5 separate regions of the Mus musculus genome follow, and regions 2, 3, 4 and 5 are each linked to region 1. Evidence: chromatin contacts called from public capture Hi-C and promoter capture Hi-C data. All regions are on one chromosome and are shown on one strand. Each heading gives the region's core, a stretch centred on a gene start, on an enhancer-like site or on the middle of the called end of the contact. The rest is flanking DNA. Distances are from core to core; before and after follow the strand shown. Region 1 holds the start of Stom (stomatin). Region 2 holds the start of Rbm18 (RNA binding motif protein 18). Region 3 holds the start of Ttll11 (tubulin tyrosine ligase-like family, member 11). Region 4 overlaps Ttll11 (tubulin tyrosine ligase-like family, member 11). Region 5 holds the start of Rabepk (Rab9 effector protein with kelch motifs).

Region 1 (2,608 bases), core at 58-2,557:
ACAAGGCATCTGGAATTACACAGCAAATACTGTGTGTGTGTGTGTGTGTGTGTCAGAGAGAGAGAGAGAGAGAGAGAGAGAGAGAGAGAGAGAGAGAATGTTTCCAAGAGGGAGCTCTCAGCAGTGATGAACTAGCTCTGTATCTTTATAACTGTGTTTATAAGAATGTATATACATGTGATAAAATGGCATATTTGAATACTTATTCTGTCAGGGCCAATTTCCTATTTTGAGACTGCACATAAAACAGATTTAACTATAGGAGTAACATGAATAGAGGGTCCTTGTGACCACTATAATGTCTTTTCAGCTTTCTGTGATTCTATGTTTATTCAAAATAAAATGCCTTTTAAAAGTTTATTTTGTGTACCTTAATATTTCCCTGAACAGTTTGCATTGGGACAGTCCAGGGAGAAAAACAAAAACAAAAACAAACAAACAAAAAAAAAAACCAGCAGTGATTTTTCAAACATGAGGTTTTCAGTTACAAACTGCAAGGGAGGCAACTTGAGACTGGGAGGGTTCTGGCAAGTGCTTCCTCCAGAGCCTGGACACTGTAAAATGTAATTTTAGAATCCAGGCCCGACCTTTCACCTCTCATGAATAAGTCTGCCCCCATTCCAAGGTTGGCTCTTTCAGGGGACATTTTTCACGGGCCACATCCTTATTTATAGAAAGAAGCCTTTCGGTTTTGATTAATCAAATGGGCTCCGTGCTGTTGCTTTCGAAACACCCTTAGCTTGTTTGTTTGTGGTATAATACAAACTTCACGAGGGCTGGCACTGTGTCCACCTCTGCCCACTGCATCAACTGGGAGGCCCTCGCCTGCTAGAGGCCAAGCGCTCCGTAAGTTAATTTTGTCTGAAAAAAGTAATGTACCGCCTGGAAATTGGTCTTCTTTGGGGCAAGAGCATTGACGCGAACTCCTTCCTCTCACTGCCTACCCGATGTACCAGGCTATACTCAGCACCCTCAGCACGCCCCTCAATCTGCAAGACCCCCACTACAAGAGGACGCCTTCCCCCTCACTAATGCCTGGAATCACAGGATGCCTTGCACCGCTCCTCAGCCCCGCCCTGTTCTCACAGCTTCTCCTCGGATCAACCCACTGGAAGCTGGAGCGAGACTCTGGCAGGGCCTTAAGCATTCTGGCCTCACTGTCTTACCCTCCTAGTATCTGCCTGCCAACACCCCCTTCAGGCCACGCCCCCTCCGGTCACGCACTCTGAGGGCGGGAGAGGCGTGTCTTCTCCTCCATTCCCGGGCACCTATTGGGCGGGCCGCCAGCTGGGGGCGGGACTGCACCAGAGCTTGAGCCCCTTCGTTGCTAACGGCTCTCAGTAAAGCTCCGGCTTTGGGAACTGACGAGTTTTTGAGCGACTCTGACTCCAGCACTATGTCTGACAAACGGCAGTCCAGCCATGTCCAGTCTCAGCGGATCCCTGAGTCCTTCAGAGGTGAGTCTCTCGTCCCCCGCACAGCCTCTTCAAGCCCCCCTCTGGGTCCCGAGACCCACCGCCTGCAGTGAGAACCCCCGCAGACCGCCGGCGTGCCTCCACTGCACTGTGTGCGCTTCGCAGAGCCGTCGTCTTCTTCATTCCTGGGTTCTCGGGCTGATACATGATGATTTGGGGGTGCTGGGGTGCAGCCTGCATGGCAGTCAAGAGGGCGCACTCGCGCGGCAGGGGCGTGTATCCATTGCTCGGCACCCTAGCAGGCAAGAACTGGCTTATCCTTTGGGTCCTAGATGCCAGGTGCCTATCACCAGCGCTTCTTTATCTCGGGCGGTGCACGCAGACCAGGACAGACCCTGGCAGCCAGGAGTGGTAGAGGCGCCTCTTCTGCAGCTTCAGCCTCCTCTGCTCATTCTTGTTTCTTTTCTGCCCCAGCGCCTGGGAGGGGAAGCAAGCAGTCCCAACAAGTAGCCTTCAGCAATCCCTACGTGATCCACAGTCCTCTGAACCAGGGAAGAACTCCCACCCTCTTCCTGCCGTCCCCAGCTTCGGGAAACTAATCAATTTCCTAGTAAAGGGCTAGGCTTCAACCTATGACACAGTAGGCGGTATAGGCAGAAGAAAGGAGGTCTCCCTGGCTTTCCTTCCAGTTCCATTGTCTGTCCCATACTGTGTCCACTTTTGTCTTAGAGATCTCTCCTTCCAGGTAAATAGCTCACCACTCTTCTGGAGCCTTCCTAGTTTTGAAGGCAAGAACTGTTAGCAGGCCCTCAGGCTATCTTCTATAAAAAAATTAGAGCCCTTGAGCGAACTACCTCCTTGAGCCTTTAAATTGTATAACTCCTTGGGGTCAGGAGATGCCCAGTAAGAGAAAATAAACCTCGCAGGAGTCCTGCTATCCTCCTGGGAGCTTTACTAATCTAAAGGAATTATTTCTAAAGATGGAATTTCAGGGAGAATGACACGGTGGAAGAGATTTAGGAGGCTGAGTGGGCTTTTCCATCATCCTGCGGAGACAGCTGTCATCCATTCGGATTATTTGCAAAGCCAACCTGGCCTCCCATCTAACGCCCATCCCCCTGCCCAGAAGCATCTTTAACTCTTTCTCAGGCGAATCTTGAGGATCTCAGATGGCTCCAGAGTGTTGTAATAGG
Region 2 (2,608 bases), core at 51-2,550, 800 kb before region 1:
TTTGGAATTCACAACCACTTACATTCAAAGAGCATGGATCACAGCTCTACCCCAGATGAGAACTATAGCAAATAATTTCTCCTAATTTGGTTTTGTATCCTCGGCCATTCACTGAAGGAATCAAATCAAGTTTCCTGGCTTTCCAACTATGGGTTCTCTAAGATTCTGGGAATTTCAATGGAATGTGGTCAAAAGAGAAAGCACTGTGGATCCGATCCACCATCTGTGGTGAAACCACCCCGAGCATGCAGACCTTACAAGAGGAAGAGACGAAGACCCTTATGGAAGGTCTCAGTAAAGGTTGAATCCTCGGACACTATAGAAAATGTTAAGGCCAAGATCCAGGATAAGGAAGGAATTCCTTCTCTCAGCAGAGGCTGATCTTTGCTGGCAAGCAGCTGAAAGATGGCCATACTTTGACTGTAACATTCAAAAGGTGTGCTGAGACTTCATGGTGGTCCTGAGAAAAGGATAAAGGGTTATAGCACTGCCAAGAAGAATAAGAATAAGAAGGTTAAGTTGGCTGTGCTGAAATACTATAAAGTGGATGAAAATGTCCTCCTGATCAACATGGGGCTAGAGTGTTCATGGCTAGTTACCTTGACAGACATTACTGTGGTGAGTGTTGCCTGCCTTACTGCTTCAACAATCCAGAAGACAAGTAGTTGTGTGTGAGTTAATAAAAACACAGGAATGAGAAGGAAAAAAAAAAAAAAAAGCACCAAACTTTGAGATGGCCTAGGCAACTGTCCTGCTTCTAGTGCTTCCTAAGTATGTGATCTTAATCTGTAAAATGTGCCAGAGTCACGGGAATGATGAAGCACCATCGAAATGACAACTGTTTGCCCACTGGTCAGCAGAATGATGATTTTAAAAGCCCCAGGCATTCGACTCAGGCCTGGGTGGAATTCAAACTTCATCACTTGGGAGACGCGCGACCTTGGTAAAGACAGCGCTTGAGTTTTTGTTTCTTCATCACCACCGGGAATAATTACACCTCCGCGTGTAGGGTTGTTTGGAAAAGGCATTATTCCTGTCAGGTGACGTCTTAAGCATCAGGAACTATTTACCAAGTTCCCAGGCAAGGCTCTAAATGTCGGCTGAGTGACAATGGCCCCGCCCCACCCTTGTGAGCATAGAAGTCCCGCCCCCGGCCTTAAGGTCCAGCCGAACTCTGCTGAACCAGTCACGGATAGTATCCTAGCCCTACGAGGTCCCTCCGAGAGCCTAGAAAAGTGTCACCAGAGCTCGAATCCCGCCCACTCCTTGAGAGCCGACCCCCACACACACTCAAGGCCACTCACCAGCTACGGCCGGGACTATAGAGAAACACACGCGGGACAGCGGAGGTGCGGGCGTCATGACGTCACGGGCCAGCGCGGCGGCGCAGGCGTAGTGCGTCACGGGCGGCCAGGCGGCGAGCGGTGTTTCGGCAGAGGTAACCTCAGGTCCTTCGCTCGGACCCCAGCGTCGGAAGCTGCTTTCGGGGCATGAGCTGAGGGCACAGCTCTGAGGCTAGCAGGTGAGTACCCGAAGCTCAGTGCCATCCTGGCCGCGGGGCCTTGGCGAAAACCATCCTCACCCGCAGGCTTCTAGGCCCCGCCCCGGATTGTCCTGTCTCTGGCCGGAAATAACAATCCCATTAGTGACTTCGCTGCCAGGAATCGGGGTGCCGTGGTTGTTGGCCTGACCCCGTGGTTAACGTGTAAGAATAAGCGACCCCAGTCCCCTCCTGACTTTTAGAGTAGATACCGCTCAGCCGGGAGGAGTAGATTGGCATTTGTGAACATGTTACTCAAAGGAGTTGTCGCCTTTGCAACCCCCAAAAGACTTGATAGTCACATACTAACTTATTAGACTTTACTGTTTGTTTCTCAAAATTTCATGAGCTGAGCTGTCACATGTATATTCTTATTTAAAATGACCACGTGATGCAGGAATTTGTCTCCATCTCAGGAAAGAAGAGAATTGAAAATAGTGCCAACTCTGAGCCAGGCAGTGTACAATATGCTGGGCATAGAGAACCATGATCAAGGCCCTATGCCATAGGAGCTTTTATTATTTTAGAAACATAGGCAAAAAGTAAACTACTCATTGTGTTCACACACAGGAGCAGAGATCCTGAGGAAGATACCTAAGGGAGGGACTGTTACTAAAGGCACAGTAGTTGGAAAAGTTGATTTTGAGTCGAGTCTCTCTAGCCCCATGTCCTGTACTCTTCCTATTTATACATGGCCTCTTTGGCATGTTTAAGTATCTTTTTGGTGTTACAGTTGTTTTTAGACGTGAGAACATCAGAAGTTCTAGCATTCAAATCCAGCATTCTCAGTCTGAAGTAGTGCAACCCCCAGTCACACAGCTTTCTCAGTGTTGGGTGAGTTCTCAGCATGGTTCTGAAGGCATTAGGGGTAGAATTTGGCAGAGCTACAGACTTTAATGAGGTACTCTCCTCATAAGGGAACTAAACTGAAGAGTCGTTAAATGATAGTGCCTGTCTCAGTATCTGTCAATTACTTCAATATTTTGCCGTTTTTAAATTTAGTTCTCTTTTTCAAAAATATCCGAGAATGGAGAGTATTTCGTACAAGGCAGAGCTTGAGGCACTTCT
Region 3 (2,608 bases), core at 41-2,540, 640 kb before region 1:
GTTACGACTTTCTAACCCCATTTTCTGAAACTTTCAAGTTAACCCAAATGTGGCTCCCTCAGGCAGGAGAGGACCCTCTTCTAGATCAACTCTACATTTTTATGCCTACCTTAGTTGGGTATAGGAGTTCATCACTCAGGAGGCAGAGGCAGGCAGAACTTTGTGAGTTTGATACCAAGTGGTCTATATAGTGAGTTTCAGGACAGCCAGGCCTGCTAAAGAGACCATCTTAACAACAACAAAGTATGGCAGCCATGAAAAACTGAAAGGAGGGGCTCAAAGAAATACTTGTACATGAATGTTAATGGCACTATTAGTCACAAGAGTCAAGGGATTAAAATAACCAAAAAGTCCGCAGAAAGGTCTATGGAAGAATAATTGTGCACGCACACATAGAATATTTGTAAGCTTTATGATGGAGTAAAATTCTGACACCCACTATGATGAAAAACAAAAACAAAAACCTTGTGAAGCCAAATAAGATAAAAACAAGAGGTACCCCAGTAGTTAGATTCAAGGGGGAAATAGACTTGTGGTGACCAGGGCTGTGGGGTGGGAATCCCAGGAGTTAGTTTATGGGTATGCTTTCAATATGAAAAGTTCTGAAGATGAATGGTAGAGATGGTTTGCACCACAGTATGAATGCACTGAATGCCACTGAAGAGTGAATTAAAAATAGATTAAATGAGGGCTGGAGATGAAGGCTCATCTGCCATTCATTTCCTGGAACCACGCAGCAGGTCACATCAGGGAATCTGATGCTCTCTTCTGGCCTCCTTCTCCACCAGGAACATGCATAGTACACATACATACATGTAGGCAAAATTATACACACCACACACATAATAAATTTAAAAATAATTAGTACGTTTTGTTATATGTTTTTATTGTAATAAAAAGTGTTGCCCTCTACAAGTCTAGGAATCTGAAGGGCTTCTCCATCTCATGGGAGAGACCTGAAAACCGACAAAGGTGGCCTCCAGCCTCAGTCTGAGGCTCACAGAAAAGGAGTCGATGAATGTAGTAGGACTGGGGAAACTAAGTCTCGTGTTTGAGGAAGATGCCGCTCTTCCCAAGTCCTTCCCTTTCCAAGCTCGGGAGCGAGACAGGAGCGCAACCTCTTTTACCCTCAGCCCCACTATAAATCATTCCTAGCCAGTCCCTGAGTGCTCAGAAACTCTGCATGTGTGACAAGCTGCCCTCTTCCAAGATGGCTATCGCCACCTCTGTGACAGGCCTGGTCACGTGGACGCGCTCGCTTGTGAGGTCGCCGGGCCCGGCAGGCGATTGTCCCTTGCGGGGCCCCGTCCCGAGGCGGCGACTATCCCTGTCAACCGGGGCCTGAGAGATCATGGCAACGGGCTCGGGCGGGGAGCGCGTGGCGGCGGCGGCGGCGGCGACGGCGGCGGCAGTTTGGTCGCGGGCCGGGACGGCGGAGCAGCGGCGGCGGCGGTGGCTGTGGCGCCGGCACCGGCCCTGAGCGTCATGCGGCGCAGCAGCCCGGAGAAGAAGCCGGAGGCTGAGTGGGAGGCGGACGCGGCGGCGGCGGCGGCGGCGACAGCAGCGGCGACCGAGTCGCTACCGGCGGAGACTGAGAAGCAGCAGGGCGTGGACGCTGGCGCGGCCGGGGATCCAGAGCGCCTGGAGCTGGAGGAGCAGCCCAAGGACGTGGGCCGGATCCCGACCCCGACGCGACGCCACGCGCCCGAGGAAGGAGAGGCCCGCGTCGTCCGGCGGCTGCCACCAGCGCTGCCCCTGGCCCAGCCGAGGCCGGCGGCGCGGGCCCTGAGCCAGCTCGTGAAGGCACGGGGCCGGAGCCGGAGCCGGGTCTACCGGCGGAGCGCAGGCTCGATGCGGCCGGTCACCGTGGACAGCTCCAAGGCCCGCACCTCCCTGGACGCGCTCAAGATCAGTCTTCGCCAGCTCAGGTGGAAGGAGGTGAGGCCCGCCGGCCCGGCGCGTGGGCACAGGGGGGTCGTCCCGAGGCCTGGCCCCCGGAGCCACTTCCCAGGTCAGGTCAGCCCGTCTCTGCTCTGCTCCCCTACAGCTTTTCTTATGTCTGCAGCCCTGGCCTCGTCAAGCTGTAGATCCTGGTTTATCCGTCCTGTCTTCTCCTCTGTTGGCCCCGGGGCCAGGGGCCACCTTTCACTTTCTGCATTTCAGTGATATTTAAAGTTTAGTAAACTTTCATGCTTAGAGTGCCACTCTTGGGCCAGGTTTGTGCTCGCCAGCGCCTCACTACACTCTTCAACTTAGCTGTGCGACCTTGAGCAAGCTACTTTTCTTCTTTTGGTCCCGTTTACCTCGGTAAAGGGAAGCCGGTTCGTTCCGGTTTGGAGCATAGTGCCTAGTGCTTGCACAAGGTTTCAGCAAATGACAACCTACTTTCATCACGATCTTTTACCACCACCACCATCACCACCACCGCAGACACTGATTGGGGGATGTAGCAGGTGACAGTAAGTGGGGGTGAAAGCATGTGTGAGCAGATGAATCACCCTTGAATTCATTTCAGACCTTTTAAGGGACGGGGTGGGACAAAAGCACCAACGAATCCGAGAGGTTTCTATTTTCATTGGCTGAGTAAATAAAGCCAGCTGACTTTATT
Region 4 (2,608 bases), core at 51-2,550, 560 kb before region 1:
GAGAGTGAAGAGAGGGGTCAGAGCAATGTCTCTCTCATAGATAGACACCTACTGACCAGCCCACAAACACACTGGGTTGCTCCAGATCCAGAGACTCAGGGATTTTGCCCCCATCAGCAGGATCATCAGGTGAAAGCCTCTGGCCAGGGATTGAGACAGTGTGAGAAGTAGTAATTGTCCCATCGAGTCCCATCCATGGTCCTATGCCAATCCTGCTCTCTGAGCCTGCAGCTCTTAAGCAGGTATTTGCAATAGCCGTGAGGAGATGGTTAGAAAGGGCTACTGAGGAGGACTTCAGGACAGTGCTAGAACAAAGAAGTCCCAACCCAGGCCACCACAAAGTGAGGGTCACACCCTGGGTTCATCCCTGAGGACAAGTGTGGCCATGCCTGTTTGGCTATTCTAAGAGCATCCCATGGGGCCAGGCAAGCATGACCAAACCACAGAGGCCCAGCAAGGAGGACCGGGTGGTCATTATGTGTGTGTCCTGCAGTAGACAGGCAACAACAGCCACCAAGGTTGGGGTAGGGCCAGCTGTAGGGGCTGAAAGTCCAGATCAGGAGCCACTGCTTTGGTTAGGGTCACAGCTAGCAAATGGGCTCAGAACCTCATGGCCATTTGCCACTATTTGACCACACGCTAAACGCTTCCAGGGTGATGAGACAGGCTAGGAATGAAGCCCTTTCTGGTATAGTAAGTACTGGAGACTTTCTCACCACCTAGTGTGTCTTAGGTTCCCTCTGCACACTCACACCTGTGTGTGTGTGTGTGTGTGTGTGTGTGTGTGTGCGCGCGCGCGCGCGCGTGCGTGCATGTGTGTGTGTGCGCGTGCATGTGTGTGTGCACACGTGCACGTGTGCACACTGGGAAGTGATGTAGGTGAAGAGGCTTTAAGAAGGTGTCAAGTGGTATCTGTTGCTCTGAGTGCCTTGGATACGCAGTAAGGGAGAGGATTTGGAACCTACTCAGAGCCAAGTCCACTCCTGCTTGCTCTGTCTGAATCACCTTTCAGGATGCTGTTAGCTGGGCTCTAGACACACGGGCAGACCTTGAGGTTTCCATGGTATGGTTCTGATGTCCATTTGCCACGTGACCTGTCCTAAGTCACTTAACTCTTCAGGAACTTAGCTTCCTCCCCTGCCTTACAGGGTCAGCACCCAACTCCTGTGAGACATGGATGACACAGGAAACACTTTGCATACTGTTGAGACTCGGCACAAGTGCAGGAAGTTATTTCTTAGCTGGGCAGGTCTTTCTTGCTTGTAGCAAGACCTGGCCAGATGGCAGCGTTACAGAGCGTAAACCCTGGCCAACCAAATTACACTCATCTGGGGCATGTGACTGTGACCCTGTTCCAGCCATGACCACAGTAATGACTTGGAAAACATGGTGGCCAAGCAACAGCTGGCACGGCTCTGCTGTGGTCAGATTTCCTGTAATCTGCTGCTGAGGAACACAGCTGCCCTGTCATTTCAGCCTCTGCCTTGTCATTGCCCAGGCAGCCCCAGCCACAGAGCCTCACATCTGCTGTCTTGAGGGCAGCAGTGTGACCCTGGCTTAAATATCAAGGTCAGCCTGGGTGTAGACAGTCATGTGGCAGAAACACACACAGAGGGAACACACTTTGTGGCTTGAACTGTATAGTTTTCTTGTTCTCCGTGTCTAATTTTGTCTTTAGCCATGACCCTCCTGTTGGATGTCTAGAGATAGAGCTTTCCTAAGGCCTAGTATAATTCTCCTCTTCCTGTGTCCTCTACCCTCTCTCTTACCCCACAGCCTATACACATCACCAGGCAGAAGCTGAGAATCAGTGTATTGGGGTGGGGGATGGAGGGGCTGTCAAGGGCTGGGGTTTCCCTCTCAGATGGACTGGGTTGAGCTTCTTCCAGCTCCTGCTTACAGCAACTGTAGCTGGCGAGCTCGACAAGTCAACCTTTTCTAGTCTGGATTTTTTTAGCTATAAGTAGCAAGCTTGTTTGTAGCCATACCCCAGAGTTGTTGCACACTCCAGCAAGAGGGAGCTGTGTAAAACAGCCCCCAATACACAGCAGTCACTTAATAAGTGAGAATATGGGTGTTTATTACTCTGACAACAGTTATCACACCTACCCACCTACAGTAACCTTGAAGTTACTGTAAATCGGCAACTATCCTCATTTTGATGTTAACTAGGACATTGGTGATAAAAGTTTGGAATCAAGTTTGGAAACCAAGACCTTAGCCTGGTGTTTGTCGCATCCCAATCCAGCTGCCTAGCTCCCCTGTGCCTCAACCTTGGTTCTTCCACACCAGATCTGCTTCCTCTCCAGAGGTTGTCACCAGTGCCTCCCTGGTTGGACCATTGGTCCTCTGTCTCTGCCAGCCTGGCCTGCTCACTCCTATTCACTAGTTTCAATATTCAGTACCTTCCAAAGTACAGCTCAAGACTTTCTTTCTCTGTAAAGCATTCCTTGTCCACTCTGACTATGTTATTTTCTTCCTTTGCAATATATCACATTCCCTGGGTACCCACTGAGATGAGACCTGAGATAGGTGTGGGCCATGTAGCTAAGGACAAGGCGAGGCCAGGGCCTCTAAGGGGTGCTCCGGTTAGTGTGAAAGACTCACA
Region 5 (2,608 bases), core at 49-2,548, 540 kb after region 1:
CTGGTGTGCCTGAAGACAGCTACAGTGTACTTACATATAATAAATAAATCTTAAAAAAAAAAAAAAAAGAAAGCAGAGTGAGTGCATACCTCTAAATTCTTTGGCAGTCTATGGGAGCTTTCTGATAATTACAGGCAATCACAAAGACTCAGGTATTGGAAATATAATGGCAAAGTTGTGAAGAGAGCTGTAGCCCAATTTTACTTTGTCCATGAATTTTGGTTATATTTTCAAGTAACTAAATAAATAAATTGGAGTGGGAGCATTGTAAATCTTTTCTGTAAATCACAGCATTTGTATGGTGGAGGCAGCAGAATCAGGAGTTCAAGACCATCCTCAGGTATACAGTGAGATGGGAGGCAAGCCTGGACTGCATGAGACCCTGTCTCAAAATTAAAACCCAAGTTTTTCTTTTACTTGCACTAGTAAATTCTCTAGACAGCTGTGTTCCGATATTGCTATTCCCATTCTATCTATGAGTAAACTAGGGTTCAGAGAGGAGCAGACTCGTCAGACATTTCCCATTTAGTGCGGGAGCTTGTTTGAAGCCAGTCTGTCTTCCCTCTCCCACTAAAGACACACTACTTCTGTTTCTAGGCTGTCTTGAGTTCTGAGGGAAGTTAGTGAGCTCAGAGTATGGTACTCTGTTCACACATAGGCACATAGGCGAGCTATCTTTGTTTTAGGAAAGTCACGGGGCACCTATAGCTAGGACATAGATCAGAGAGGATGCAGATGAAGCTGTCAACAGAGGTAGTTTGTGTCTAGATAAAAATAATCACGGCTTTTACAAAGGACCAGCTCTGGGCCTCCATAAAAATTCCCGACTACAACCTCTATGGAAATCTTAAAATTTGTGTGTCGCTGAGAGAAGACACCAAAAGTATTAATAACTTTCCCCAAGAACATACAGTGTCAATGAACTTTTTATTCTTCAGCGTTTACAATAGGACCTCCTAGTTGTCCTTCGTGTTTAATCTCTCTGCTCAGCCTGTGAGCTCCCGGAAAGCCCAGGGCCTGTGGTCTGGAACGTGCTGTAACCACAAACAGCGATTATGGAAATAACCCGCTTTAGGATCCACAGTTTGAACCAACCTCAAACCTGCACAGGCAAAACCTAGCATCCTATGGCATGCAGGAAATCTCACTCGGGAGCCTGAAGCAGAATTCAAGGTCAGCCTGGCTTACGTGAGTTCCAACCCATCCTTCCCCTTCAGAAGTCACTACTAAGGACTGCTGTAACAAACTCCGTCGGGACCCGAAATTGGAGTTATGGACCGGATGCCAACCAGTACGCAGAGTTCCGGGAGGCCCTGACTAAGTTTGGCGCGTAGTCCCGGAGACCCGGAGGCGTAGAGCGGTTGGCCTGGACGCGCTTCCGGGACTGGGGAAGAGGACGGGCTCCTAAGCTCCGCCCCATGGGTGGAGCCACGTCCAGGACATGCGGGGGCTGCGGCAGGTAATAGGTGCTGGGCTGGAGGTCTCTTAAGGCAGTAGGCTTGAACTGGGTGGGAGGGGTAGTACCCATGGTCTCCGGCCGGTCAGTTTTGGGGAAAGCTGGCAGCCATTTCTCCCTGACCCCGACTTCTTTCGCGCGGAGATGTGGCCGGCAGAGGGGACGCAAAGGAGGTGGCTAGGAGAGTCCCCGCCACGCCGGCCCCTCTAAGCTCTGGGCTGACCCTGTGGTCATTAGCCTAGCCCGCTTGTGGGCCTCATCGGCCCAACTCTCCTTTAATTCCCTTTCTTCATTCGTTTGTCCTTCACTTCTACACTCTGCAGGTCCATTGGTAAGTTATCGGAATGAATCAGAAGGCCGGACATGCTAACATTTTGGAATCTAGTTTCGATACTTTTCTGTTACTTTTATTTTGAGACAAGTCTCACTGTGTAGCTCAAGCTGGCCTCTGCTGCCTCAAGCCTCTCTAGTGCCATGTAGTGCACCACCATGCCTGGCCGATTACAGACTTTTAAATAGATAGTTACATTCAGGGATGTAAGGGTGTAGTTCAATTGGTAGACTGCCTGCCTATCGAGAACTTAGCCCTGGGTTTGATCTCCAGAAGGCATAAAAAGGTATGGTGGTGTTTGCCTGTAATTCCAGCTTTTGGGAGGTGGCAGCAAGAGAAGCAGAAGTTCAGGGTCATCCTTGGCTACATAATGAGTGGGGGCTAGCCTAAGGTACATAAGACCGTGTCTCTAAATGAGTAATGAGTTTAAAAGAAAAGATAATTACGTTCAGAATGACTCCTGTAATATGGTGGTTAAATGGATACAGTCATATATATTGTGGTCTAAACCCAAGTCCTGATTAAGCCTTCCTGCCGAGGGTGTATGTGATGTATATTGCTAATCCCTGAGGCAGGAGCAGTAACTTGAGAGACTGGAAAGGGGTAATCTCTTTAAATAACCTTTGAAATTTTCTGGGACTTGAACCCAGAGCTTTGCCCATGCTAAACAGACACTCTACCACAGAGCCATGCCAACTCCTTGAAACTGGCTTTAAATATCCACTAGCAGTGTGAAAATTTACAGGAAGGAAAGATAGGGGCGGCAGTAATTACCACAGAATGCTTGTTAATTTTATTAAATTCCCACTGGGTGAGGCAGT

What was found. Promoter capture Hi-C pulls out the DNA fragments that hold promoters and counts their contacts. Capture Hi-C pulls out chosen DNA fragments and counts their contacts.
Region 2: a promoter capture Hi-C map of pre-B cells shows a contact between it and region 1, with 3 times the contacts expected there. The contact joins the promoter of Rbm18 here to the promoter of Stom in region 1. A contact is called at or near these places in 4 of 39 promoter capture datasets (the C10 cell line, HPC-7-derived erythroid cells, liver and 1 more) and 1 of 9 other capture datasets (liver).
Region 3: a promoter capture Hi-C map of pre-B cells shows a contact between it and region 1, with 6 times the contacts expected there. The contact joins the promoter of Ttll11 here to the promoter of Stom in region 1. A contact is called at or near these places in 3 of 39 promoter capture datasets (the C10 cell line, liver and pre-B cells) and 2 of 115 datasets of contacts at active chromatin or transcription factors (large pre-B cells and pro-B cells).
Region 4: a promoter capture Hi-C map of pre-B cells shows a contact between it and region 1, with 3 times the contacts expected there. The contact joins the enhancer-like site here to the promoter of Stom in region 1. A contact is called at or near these places in 8 of 39 promoter capture datasets (the 3T3-L1 cell line, the C10 cell line, cranial neural crest and 5 more) and 1 of 9 other capture datasets (embryonic stem cells).
Region 5: a contact with region 1 is called in a capture Hi-C map of macrophages, with 3 times the contacts expected there. The contact joins the promoter of Rabepk here to the promoter of Stom in region 1. A contact is called at or near these places in 2 of 39 promoter capture datasets (3T3-L1-derived adipocytes and pre-B cells), 1 of 115 datasets of contacts at active chromatin or transcription factors (pancreatic cancer cells) and 1 of 9 other capture datasets (macrophages).

What each region holds. Positions count from the first base shown.
Region 1 is chr2:35,335,708-35,338,315 of GRCm38.p6, reverse strand. Stom (stomatin) reads left to right here and starts at 1,307. Exons shown (of 7, transcript NM_013515.2): 1 at 1,307-1,457. The coding sequence starts at 1,397.
Region 2 is chr2:36,135,396-36,138,003 of GRCm38.p6, reverse strand. It overlaps Rbm18 (RNA binding motif protein 18), which reads left to right and starts at 1,300. Exons shown (of 6, transcript NM_026434.4): 1 at 1,300-1,522. It overlaps Mrrf (mitochondrial ribosome recycling factor), which reads right to left and starts at 1,606. Exons shown (of 7, transcript NM_026422.2): 1 at 1,305-1,606.
Region 3 is chr2:35,978,502-35,981,109 of GRCm38.p6, reverse strand. Ttll11 (tubulin tyrosine ligase-like family, member 11) reads left to right here and starts at 1,290. Exons shown (of 10, transcript NM_029774.3): 1 at 1,290-1,938. The coding sequence starts at 1,486.
Region 4 is chr2:35,897,778-35,900,385 of GRCm38.p6, reverse strand. The region is part of intron 4 of Ttll11 (tubulin tyrosine ligase-like family, member 11); the gene reads left to right. The region is part of intron 2 of Gm35396 (predicted gene, 35396); the gene reads right to left. Among named protein-coding and RNA genes, the nearest start is that of Gm35396, 15 kb to the right of the region's middle. Within about 2 kb of position 1,300, at least 91 of the 459 cell types and tissues checked have an H3K27ac peak or open chromatin away from gene starts, as enhancers often do. A contact at or near this core is called in pre-B cells, where this site is marked.
Region 5 is chr2:34,798,602-34,801,209 of GRCm38.p6, reverse strand. It overlaps Rabepk (Rab9 effector protein with kelch motifs), which reads left to right and starts at 1,298. Exons shown (of 8, transcript NM_145522.4): 1 at 1,298-1,459. The coding sequence starts at 1,442.